2 separate regions of the Zea mays genome follow, and region 1 is linked to region 2. Evidence: chromatin contacts called from public Hi-C data. All regions are on one chromosome and are shown on one strand. Each heading gives the region's core, a stretch centred on a gene start, on an enhancer-like site or on the middle of the called end of the contact. The rest is flanking DNA. Distances are from core to core; before and after follow the strand shown. Region 1 holds the start of LOC103641219 (cullin-3A). Region 2 holds the start of LOC100194104.

What was found. A called contact is a pair of places that touch in the nucleus more often than the background predicts.
Region 1: a Hi-C map of leaf shows a contact between it and region 2, with 5 times the contacts expected there. The contact joins the promoter of LOC103641219 here to the promoter of LOC100194104 in region 2. A contact is called at or near these places in 9 of 25 Hi-C or Micro-C datasets (bundle sheath, ear, endosperm and 5 more).

Annotation. Positions count from the first base shown.
Region 1 is chr10:74,009,145-74,014,722 of Zm-B73-REFERENCE-NAM-5.0, reverse strand. It overlaps LOC103641219 (cullin-3A), which reads left to right and starts at 1,718. Exons shown (of 2, transcript XM_035963397.1): 1 at 1,718-2,066.
Region 2 is chr10:73,841,978-73,848,090 of Zm-B73-REFERENCE-NAM-5.0, reverse strand. It overlaps LOC100194104, which reads right to left and starts at 4,220. Exons shown (of 8, transcript NM_001359396.1): 1 at 3,890-4,220; 2 at 3,689-3,771; 3 at 3,505-3,588; 4 at 3,092-3,167; 5 at 1,665-1,737; 6 at 1,498-1,571; 7 at 1,323-1,416; 8 at 941-1,209. The coding sequence starts at 4,118. The coding sequence ends at 1,137. It overlaps LOC103641217 (thyroid adenoma-associated protein homolog), which reads left to right and starts at 4,212. Exons shown (of 6, transcript XM_008664579.3): 1 at 4,212-4,477; 2 at 4,635-4,698; 3 at 4,789-6,113. The coding sequence starts at 4,820.

The DNA.
Region 1 (5,578 bases), core at 469-2,968, 170 kb before region 2:
CAACAACTCGTCGATCAAGCTGCTCATAGGATGTCGAGGCAGAGTCCTGATATTTAAGCTTCAGTCATCGCGCACATCATCTCCTTCAATTCTATCTGAGAGACACACTCATCGTCGTTAAGCTTAGGCCCCTTGTCCTTGTCCATTTGATTCTTTGGTCCTGTCATTGTTAGCACAAAACAGAGACAAAAAGGAAACAAACAATGTGAACCCTACAACTATCTCTTAGGGTGGTGGTGGTGGTGGAATACAAATTATAAAGCGTCTTACCCCGCTCTTACAACGTTCTTACCAGCACTGCAGGTGGCAAACGGTGACCGGTGTGACTGTCCAACGAACGTGGGTGTGATTGCAAAGGAGTACCTGTTCTGCTCGAGAGAAAACTGGAGTTCTGGGAAGGCTGACTATATATATGTATGTGTATATATATATATATATATGGGGCACACAAGTCAGTAACAGATAGCAATGCTGAATAAGTGTTCCAAGTACTCGTCCTAGTTGCTGGCCTAGAAAATGTAATAGAACAGTTGGACCAAAGCACAAGAAAGGAGGTACAAGTATCTAGTAGAAATGACAGTTATGTAAATAGAGCAGATTTTTTTAGCACTAGTAGAAATCAAAAGCGCGTTTCCAAAGGAGTACCAACAAAAGAGCTCGAAATATTCTGAATTTTTTATCACTGATCCAAAATCACAAAGGATGGAAGCACACAAAATTTCACTTGAAACAGAGTTGTATTGTGACCTAGAGAAATTCACAAAGGATCTCTGAAATTCCTGAAAACACTTAAACAATTTTTTTAATTATCTTCCCGATTTTTTTGAATTTTTTGACCGAACCAAACAGGCCGAACCTCGCCGTCCCTGCGCACGCACGGACCGTCTGACTCATCAGGCATGGGACCCGAGCCCTGTGCCAGATCGCGGACCGTCCGCGCCTGGGCAAAGAACACCGTCGTCAGTTCTCATCGCAGTGATTGGTGCCCGAATCAGCGCCAACAAGTTCATTCAAAATAAAAATAAATGATGGTTACACATGGAGGTTATGGGAATGGATTGTTCTCAGCTTCTGATTAATGTCGATGTATGTCGTTTGCTATCTCTTATGTCCCTTTTTTCTTCTTACCTTAGGGTGTGTTTGGTTGCGGAGTGGAGGAGAATAAAACGACTTCATTCATATTTTCTAGATGTCTGGTTTCCAATAAAAGAAGAGCGGAACAGCTCCTAGAATCTACGTATTAAAATTTACCATAAATAGTTGAAATGCTCCCACTCCACTAAAATGACCGGATGCGAGCACTTTTCTGGACACGAGCGCTCTCCTCCCTCTTCTCCCTCTACACTTATGTGACTATTCAACCAAACAAAGAACAACTCTACTCTATTTTCCTTTTCAACCAAATAAAAATAGAGTGACTCTATTCTGTCAAACGCAGAATAGAACGTCTTTATTCTCAAAAACTAGAATAGAGCCTAATCCTGGTGCATGCAGTTTACTGGCTCTTATGGTCTCGTTTTTTTCTTACTTACTCAATGGGGAATGATGATGTAGATGCAATATACTGTATTTTATATTAACTAATATATAATATTTATGTAAAATTTGAAATCCAATAATCGAATTTGACATTGCGTACAGGTTGCGCAGCATACACTAGTGTAATTTTTTTATCGAGCCCCTAAAAACCCTCCAAAAGACAATATAAAATGTGGTTACATGCCATCCTTTTCCAGCCCTTTCCGACTTTCCGTCACCTCCCTTCAGACAACGGAACCCTAGCCTGCTCCCCACTCCCCCACCAGACCACCACCTCGCCGGAACCCCGGCGCCTCGCCCGGAGCACGTGGTTATCGCCCCCCGTCGGCCGCGGCTGCGGTGTAGCGGAGAAAGATGATGAACGGCGGCGGCGGCCAGAAGAGGCGGAACTCGAAAATCATTCCCTACGAGTACCGCGTTGAGTCCGACCCCAAGTTCTTCGACAAGTCGTGGCGGAAGCTCCATGATGCCATCCGTGAGATCTACAACCACAACTCCATGAGCCTCTCCTTCGAGGAGCTCTACAGGTTAACATTGCGCGCCCGCCTCCGGTTCCCCGACTTTTCGGTTGCCGCCCTGTTCCATGCGCTTAGGTCGCGCTGTATGATCGCGGATGATTCGGATAGATAGCGGCCATGAATGGACTGATTGCTGTGCTGATTGCTGATATGTAATTTTCCATTTTTTAATTTATAGTCGATCCTCCTGTGGGCTTGTATGCATCTTAGATGATGACATGCGAATGTTTGTGAATAGATTGATCTTGATTCATATGTCTTATTATTAGTGTAGTAGGGCTTATCCTGTAACCATAATTTGTCAACATGATATTATGATCTTTTATTGTTGGTGCATGCTTGCTCATGTCCTTATTTTTGTGTGCTATTGAATTTTGGTAGTTGCTCGAAGCCTTTAGGCCATTTGCAGCGTCATTCTCTGGGTCTCGCCATTAAATGCTTAAACTATTGGAGATCTTGTTTTGATTCCTTGTTATGCAAGTAAGGAAATTCGGGTTTGGACGTTGGATGCTTCTGTTTTAACTTCTGGGCTACATATACATACCCCAGAGCTGAACCCTGTGGCGGACGCAGAACAAAATTCTAGGTGGGGCCGACAGTGCAAAAGACAAATTATCGGACTAGACTACTAGTTAAATGTAGATTGATGATAATAACATGAATGTTAAATGATAACATCTAGTTTTTACAAAATGATATGAATACCAAAAAAGACCTTTTTGGCTACCTAAAGGAGAGCTAGAGAGAGAAAATAGGTGGACTGGCTGAGGACGAGGCGTTGGGGTGGAGCAGCCGTATCGACGCGTAGTTGTGGTGAGTCATCGAATTTGACGTGAGATGGCGTCGGTGAGACGACGACAGGTGGGAGGAGCGAGTGCAGGAGGCGAGGTAGCGATAGATGACGGTGACGGCAAGCGACAACCATTGCCGTGTTGCAACGGCGTGGTGGGACCCTAATAAGTTAGCGAGGTATAGGTGATGCCACGGTCCCAACAACAGCTTGCCCATCTGCTGGTGTGGACTAGGAGGCAAAGTATCAGTGTTGTGTGCAGGATCGCGACGAGCTGACGAGTGATGAGAAGGCAAGGTGGCGCTGCAGTGGGTGGGTTAGGTCACCAACTTACTGGTCAGTCGATGACCGAAGAAGCGAGTGAGCCACGAGTGGGCTTGCGCTAGGGAAGAGAATCGAATGGCTCAGGTGGAGAGTGGACTGAGCAGTGAAGCATCGAGAGAAAAAACATCAAAACCTAGTTTTCATTAGATTTGTCCACACTTACTATACAAAAGTTTGTTTATTTCGCTGTATACCTAAAAAAAATGAGGTGGGGCCATGTCCCACCTTGCCCACCCCTTAGATCCGCCCCTGGCTGAACCGACGAGAACTGCCATCTAGACTTACATAAATATTATTTATTATCTAGAGAACTCCCTTAACAATCTTGTGCGTGTGTCCCTGTACTCCCTAATTTGTTGCCTTAGTTATATATATACACCTAATATGTCGTGGCATCCGTACTCCCTGCATAGTTGGCACCTAGCAGTCCAAGTAAATGGGTTGCACCATTCCCTTGTCTACTGATCTGAGGAGATGCCAGTATGGTGCTCCACCACTCTCCATGCATGGCTTGGTAGGATTGATCGAAATATATCTTTTTAGCATATATCTAATCTAATTTCTTACCTTGCAAGCTATTACTTAATACTTATTATTTTGTTTCCAGTGACTAACCATCTAATTGGTAGGTTCCTAGGAGTCCTGATGCATGCAACTAGGCTTTATGACTTTGTATACATGGCGACTATGATTAAACTAATACACATTAGCAATAACATGCCCACAAACGGAGCTGGATGTCATTTACTTTACAGAACAGATCCAGATTTCTGCCACACCCCGAACCATACAGAACAGAGCCAGATCTTGGTGATGAAGAGTGAGCTTTTCAGTCGACATTGAAGCATATATTGATGTTAGTTCCAACACTGAAGTTAGTCATTTCTTTCAGTTTAGGATCATGTAGGGCTGGAATGCCCTTTCTAAATTGGCATGCTAAGAAACATTAAGTTTGATGGAAATAAAAGAAACCATCAAACTTGTTCTGTGACTAATATTAGGATACCGTAGCAGAATGTGCACACATATGAAAATTTTGCAGCTCGTGAGGACTTGTGTGGAGGTCTATCAATAGCTTATTTCTCAGCATCAGATCCAGGTAACTATAAATGTTCTTAGGAAACCTGAAAACACAAGATGAACCTGTTTAGTTAAATTTTGGCTACTGTTTGCTTCTGTTTAGTTTGGAAGGTTGTTGCTTTTGGATAATTGACATTCATTTCTCATACCCTATCTCTTCAGCAATTCTTTCTTCTTTTGGCAAACAGTCATAAGCTATGGTACCATACTACCATATCTATAATTTATTTTACCATTTATGACGGCATACTTTTTAGCATGTTGCAGCCTTTAAATTTCCAAAATGTATGTGAATACATCAGTGGTGCAATAGATAAGTCTGTGCATGCATCGAGGTTATGGTACAACTCAATCGAACTTGTACTTCATGTATCGTTTCTCATGTTTGATTCTTGTTCTCTGTTGTTTGTCTCTTTGTTGCTCATGCTATCAAACTCAATCTGTTGTTTTTGTCTCTTTGTTGCTCATGCTATCAAACTCAATGTGTTGTTTTTGTCCCTTTGTTGCTAATGTTATCAAACTCAAATTTACAATTGAATAAATGGTTTTTAAGTTCTGTAAATTTGCCGTCTAAAACGAGAAGTGATTTCCCTGTCTGTTTGATCTGCAGAAACGTATTCGCTTCAGGATATTATTACTGTTATGCTAAAAAAGTTGCCTCATTCAGGAAGCAGCCTTTTCTATAAAACTTGCACCAGCCTGTAACATAACATAACAACTGTATGTGTGAGAGAAATAAGGATCAACAGCCATGGGCCTGCTCAGTCCTCTCCCAGAAAAGTATATTGGGGTGTATGCATGTGTTTAACATTACAACTGTATTTGTGTGTTTAACATAATAACTGTATGTGTGTGTGTGTGTGTTTAACATAACATACCGACTGTATGTTTGTGTGTGTCTTTAAATGTCTTCGAATATATTGGTGAATATTTTTTTTCTTATATTATGGCAGGACTGCTTATAACTTGGTATTGAACAAGTTTGCTCCTGAGCTCTATGAGAAATTCACAGAAAACATGAAAGCGCATCTTGAAGAGATGCGGACATGTATAGAGGCTGCTCAAGGTGGTTTGTTCCTGGAAGAGATGCAACGAAAATGGAATGACTATAACAAGGCATTGAAAATGATTAGAGACATCCTGATGTATATGGACAGGACATATATTCCCACTAATAAAAAGGCACCTGTCTTTGATCATGGGATAGAGCTTTGGAGGGATACCATAGTTCGGTCTCCTACGATTCAGGGGAGGTTGTCTGACATGCTCGTCGAACTCATACATATAGAAAGGACCGGTGATGTGATAAACAGAGGCTTGATGAGGA
Region 2 (6,113 bases), core at 2,971-5,470:
TGGGTAGACGGGTATGGGTCGTACCAACCTGTACCCATACCCGTCTACCCAAAGGATAGAGGTTCTTATCCATTAACATACCCGTGGGTAGAGAAATCATCCCGTACCCGCCTTCATATCGGGTAAAACCTGTTGAGTATTTGGGTACCCATTGCCATATCTAATCAGAGCGAGGTTCGAAACACCGATAACCTCCATCATTAACCTTCTTCTATTTTTGAAACCTCTTTACAATGAATGCATATGAGCTGTCCTAATTAGCTTTTTAGAAAATAGGAAACAAGGTAGGCAATATGCACAATCAATGTGAGGTGAATATTCTAGCCACAAAAAATCTTTAAGCCAACTGCTACTGAATCATCGACGATGCCTTAGTGATCCCTTGAATGAATAATCTTTCAAAATAGGTTGATATTGGTCCTCTAATACATATAACTAATCGAGTCCCTCTTAGGGCTATTTTCAAAGCAAAGAGAACCAAACTTAGGGAAGGAAACCCCCATAAATAACTAGATATCTTATTCAAATTATAATACCTGGGATTGCTCACCCTAGAAAAAGACAGGGATTCTAGGAGATTTAAGTTTCCAAACTAACCCTTAGGTGCCGTTTGGTTCACGAAATATAACGTAAATGATAATGGTAACGATTCACACTCGAATACCGGCGGTAACAAATTTGAATAAGACGGTATCCACTTATAGTATGATATCGATTACCGTTGGACTTAAACAAACATGATTTAACGTTATCGGTTATCCATTACGTTACCAATATGTGAACCAAACGACACCTTAGATGGTGTAGTTAAAACTCAGCTTGTTTAGTTTCTGAGGGTGCAGATGCTTTTTATTCTTAAACAGAAACTTGTATTTTCACTAGCTCAACAGCTTGATCAGTATTGATATTAGGATTTTGTAGAAACTGTCTTATACCAATTATCAAGAGTCCTTGTGCTTCTTATTAAATGTTCATATGTGAGAAGAATGTGAAGGAACATCAGTACCTAGCCATGGCATGAGCTTATTTCACGAAAGCACAATGAAAATGCCAACACACGAGTTGGAAGGAAACAAAAAAGAAGGAACTGAGGGAAAAAAAACAACTATCATTTTTTTGCAACATTCCAAATTCACTCATTGAGGACCATCTGTTGTCAGAATCCGCTCCTGTATTTCCGAAAACGTCGTCACATCCTTACCCCACAGCCTAAACCAGATACATCAGAGGAAAAGACAAAAGTAATCAGCGATCCAACCTCGCATTATAACGGACCGAAGGCTTAATATCATGGTCCAAACATGGAAAAACACGCCACATACCAGCACTCAAGTCCTGTAGCATTGGCACCTGCCATGTCTGCAGTTTCATCGTCTCCAACATGGATTGCCTTGCTGGCTTCCACGCCAATTTGATCTGACCAACAGAAAACACCAAACTATATTAGTTCTATAGAAAACTTTCATTACCTTTCACAAATGAGATTCAGTTTTATACCCAATGCTATATTGAAGATCTCTGGGGAAGGTTTCTCATATCCGACCTCGGATGACACCACAATGGCATCAAACCTGAAGAGCTCAAGGTCTGTTAACATATAACACATGTAAAAAACATATCATACTGAAGTAATTAAGCAGATAGGGCAATTTATAGGCACTTACATCTCGGAGACATTAAGGTCTTTAAGCAATTTCCGTAGCCTGGTATCGAAGTTAGATACAACAGCGAGCTTAACTGAAATCGAGACACATTAATATCAACCATTCGTGTACTGACGGAGTAAGATTAGAGATGGTAATGGGTACCTGAAACCCGAAACCCGATGGGTAAAAACTCTATTAGGGCACAGGTATGGCGGATTTTGATACCCATGAGTATTTTATTGGGTCATTTGTTATGCTCATCGGGTACGGTGGACGTAAGTATGTCCTCTGTTGCCTCATACCCGCTACCCGATGGGGAACCCGCTAATATATGACACGTGGGTGCGGATTTAGATGTCTCATATAAAATGAATTTGCTCTCAGCCTCTCACTATTTTTGCGTTTCAAATGATCATGTCTATCGTAATGTTAATGGGTATGAGTACCCGATGGGTATCCGTTACCTATGGTGGGTATATGTATGGTGTAATTTTGTATCCATAATGGGTAGTGGGTATGAGTATGGATCAATTTTTTCCTAGTGGGTATGGGTATGGCTTCGTGTGCCCACTATGTACCTTACCCACTGCCATCCCTAAGTAAGATAAGGACATGTACAGTCTAGATACTATGTTGCGGTTATCTAAACACTAGATGTATCTAAGAAACTTCTTCACACAACCCAATATATCTAAGTCTTGTATCTTATTCATTAGAACCCTTCAAAATACGACTCATTTACGTGAGTTGTATGGGTGGAACCGTATCTATACTTAGAAAATCGTGTTAGAGACGTTCCTTCATCAAGATATGTCTCGTGTTTTTTTACTCCTACTCTCTTAATATCCTTTAAAATACAAATCATTTATGTGGGTTGTATATACGCTAAGGCTTTCTCCAACGTCTCCCCCTCCCACTTCCCCTGACAGGATACGGTGTGGGGGTGGGGGGCACGTGCGCGTCCAACGGCGCCCCCGTGCCTCCTCTCGTGCTGGTATGTCAGCCATTTCCCCGTGGCACTAATTGATTGTATTTAATATAAAATTAATCTTTTTTGAGTTTTTGGTAGATAATAATGTGTATTATTACTTTTTTGAGTTTTTAGTAGATAATAATGTGTATTATTACGGTAATGCAAATATGGTGGTATTTTTTAAAACTCAAAAACCAAGGTATAAAAGTCAAATAGCCTAGTTAAAGGATAAAAAAGGAGCTGAATAGAGGAAATGGTAGGAGCGGAGGAGAAATAGGGGGAAGAATAGTTAAGAGGAGGTATTTAAATATGAATAGAAAGTACGAATAGTGGGACTTGAGAGGGGAAATGGTTGGAGATAGCCTAAGGACCAGAATGTGGAGAGGAAGATATTAATTGCAGTAAACAACTGAGAATTGAAAATCAAGATTCAAGAACCGAGAAGGCGAGAACAGAGGAAGTAGCATCTGACCTCCAGCATCCTTCAGCTCACGCAGTGCTGCGTCTGCTCCAGTAGGCAATCGCCAAGCATCTCCATGCGCATAATACTGGAAGAAACAATGATCCATCCATGAGCCACATGGTATGGTTACGAACATTCGACATACCGATAAACCGGAAGCGGAATGCATCCTTCAACTTAGAAAAACTAAATATATTTGAGAGCGGTGAACTTCATCGCCTGGGCTTCTGTTGACTAACAGTATAGTCAGAACATTTGTTCTTGTTCAATTTCGTCATTGTAGTAACTATAGTAAGGTAATAAAAGATAATCAGATACCAAACACTGAAACACTTCAATGCATACTCAAATTCTTCAACCAACCCTGATTCACCAAGAAGTATTCAATCGAACAACCTTAGCGAGAACATGAGGTATACTACCTGATACACTTCTTCGAAATAATCACCATCAGTGCAGTCGGTCGCTTCTGCCACGACAATTCTCCAGAATGGCCGCCCATCTCCCTGCAATTAGTCCAAAACCCAACAAGTCGTCACCTCGAGAGCAACCACGACGCAATTTCAAGCTTTGCAATGCAATTCCTGTGCGTCTCATGACCATTACCTGGTACCTGAGTGTCTTCGGCCATGGCGCGGAGAATGCCCGCTTGAACCCCTCCATGATTCTCTTCTTAGTCTTCGTCACACCTGGACAGCGAACAAAGTCAGGAACATCACGAGACCACACGCCAAACGTTTGACGAAATGCAGAGCACCAGACATGAGGAAAGTACGAGGTGGTGGATTCTTCGGGTTGGAAGCGTACCGTAACGTCGGCCGATGGAGGCATACGTCTCGGCTACCGGCCGCGCAACCTGCAGCAGCGTGCCACCGGCGTCGAGCAGCAGCCCGCGGTACGCCGGTGCCAGCCTGCCGGCCGCAGCGCTCGCTGCCACCAGACGCCGCGCCATGCCTGAGCGGGAAACAGCGCTACTGCGGGCCGCGAATGGGACCGCCGGAGCGCACCGGAGGAGCGCCGCCGCGGCGGGCGGCATCTCCAAGAGGCGTTCGCCGGCGAGTCCGCGGGAGGCACGAGGTCGGCAGGCGCGACGCGCGAATCTCAAAGCACAGGAGGGGTGTGCGGACTGCGGAGGCCTAGGGGTATTTTGGTCAGGTCGACGCGGAAAACACTCTAGCGAGGGGGAAGAGAGAGAATCGCAGGACCAAACCCTAAACCCCCGCTCCCGCCTCCTCTCGCTGCTGCAGCTTGCCGGGAGCTCACGCGGCCTTTGCTTCTCGCTTCTTTCGCTGGCCACCTGATCCCGGTTGTTCTTCGCTGGGCTCCCGAGCCGCTGCACTCGCTGGGTGCTGCCGCCTGCCAGGAGGAGCGGCACGGCCGTCTACAGGATTAAAGGTTATTTGTTTGCCTGCCTCCCTGTTATCGCCGCATATGAAATCTCTGATAGCTTGTTTACGCTATCTGTAGACTGTAGTAGAAGGCGTGCTCTAATTCAGCCCAAGTAGTTCGTACTCGTGAAAATCTACTGAACTAACGTTGTGTGGTTTGTTAGGGAGGGAAGGTTTGTGGTTTAAGTTCCCGGAGGAAGACTTGTGGCGGAACTGTACTGACTTCAGGTGAATCATTCGGCTTATGTATGCCTGTTTAAGAGTCCAGTGTGGTTCTGCTGGAGGTTTCAGTTTTGTTTGTTCATTATCATCCTTCAGATTGAAGTCAAGGAGCTAATTTGGGGGAAGAATGTCTTCAAAGTGGCGGTCACTGCAGCATCGGCACCGGTACACCTACACCTCCATTGTGTTCCCGAAGCATTACCTTGAGGCCCTAACTCTCGTGCCAGCTGAGATCTCCTCATCCAATTTCTTTGTCCGATTGAGCAACTTGATTTCCCTGACCTCCACTTACTCCCAAGTTGTTGTGGTCAAGGATCTTGCCTCGGCATATGTGCAGTTTCTGTCCACTACAGGGACTCCTGATGAAGCAGTGCTCGCTGCCACAAAGCTTTATTTGGAGATCCTCTTTCTTGAGAATTCCCTCCCTCTCCACCGGACACTCATATCAGTGCTTGCCAAGTGCAAGAAATTCTCCACAGTGATCAGTGGGTGTTTTGCCTTGCTCTGTGAGGAGTATGGTGGCTCTGGTAGTAAGGCAAAGAAGAGATTTATGGTATCTCGAGCAGCCTTGTCGCTTATTGGGTACCCAAAGTTGGGATTTTTGGATGAGGCAGTAGAGAGGTGTGCAGAGATCATGGCACTGGATGTTGTTGATGGGCTTGATGGAGTGACAAAAGACATTGGTGAAGGGTCACGGCCATCTCCAGTCGTGATGGAGCAGTGCCAGGAGGCCATGTCTTGCATGTACTACTTGCTGCAGAGGTACCCGTATAAGTTTATTGGCCTTGACAAGGCGTCAAGTGTCTTCAAGAGTGCTGTCAGGACAATACTATCTGTTCTTAAGTCATCTGCCTTTTCAAGGGATTGCCTGGTGGCCTCTGGAGTAAGCTTCTGTGCGGCAATTCAGGTTTTCATGAGCACAGAGGAGATTTCCTGGTTCATTTCTCAAGGTCTATTTGGCATCTATGCAAATCATGAAGATAGAAAAAATCAGTCTGTGCACAATGTATTTTCGGACTTTGATCTGTGTGAACAAATCAGAGACCTTTCAGTGTTGAGTAGACTTTGTCTACTAAGAGGGATTTTGACATCTATTCCAAGGACAGTACTCAACATGCACCAACTTCATTCCAGTGGACCTTTATGGACTGTTTTATATGATGGAATTTTACCTGAGCTTTGCAAGCATTGTGAGAACCCAGTTGATAGCCACTTCAATTTCCATGCTCTTACAGTGACACAAATATGTTTGCAGCAGATAAAGACATCGGTTTCATCTGATATCACCGACTTCTCTGGGGACTATAAGCCTTTTTCAAGAGATGTTGTCAACCGTATATTGGGAATCATATGGCGCAACCTGGAAGATCCTTTGAGTCAGACAGTAAAACAGGTGCATTTGATCTTTGATCTCCTATTAG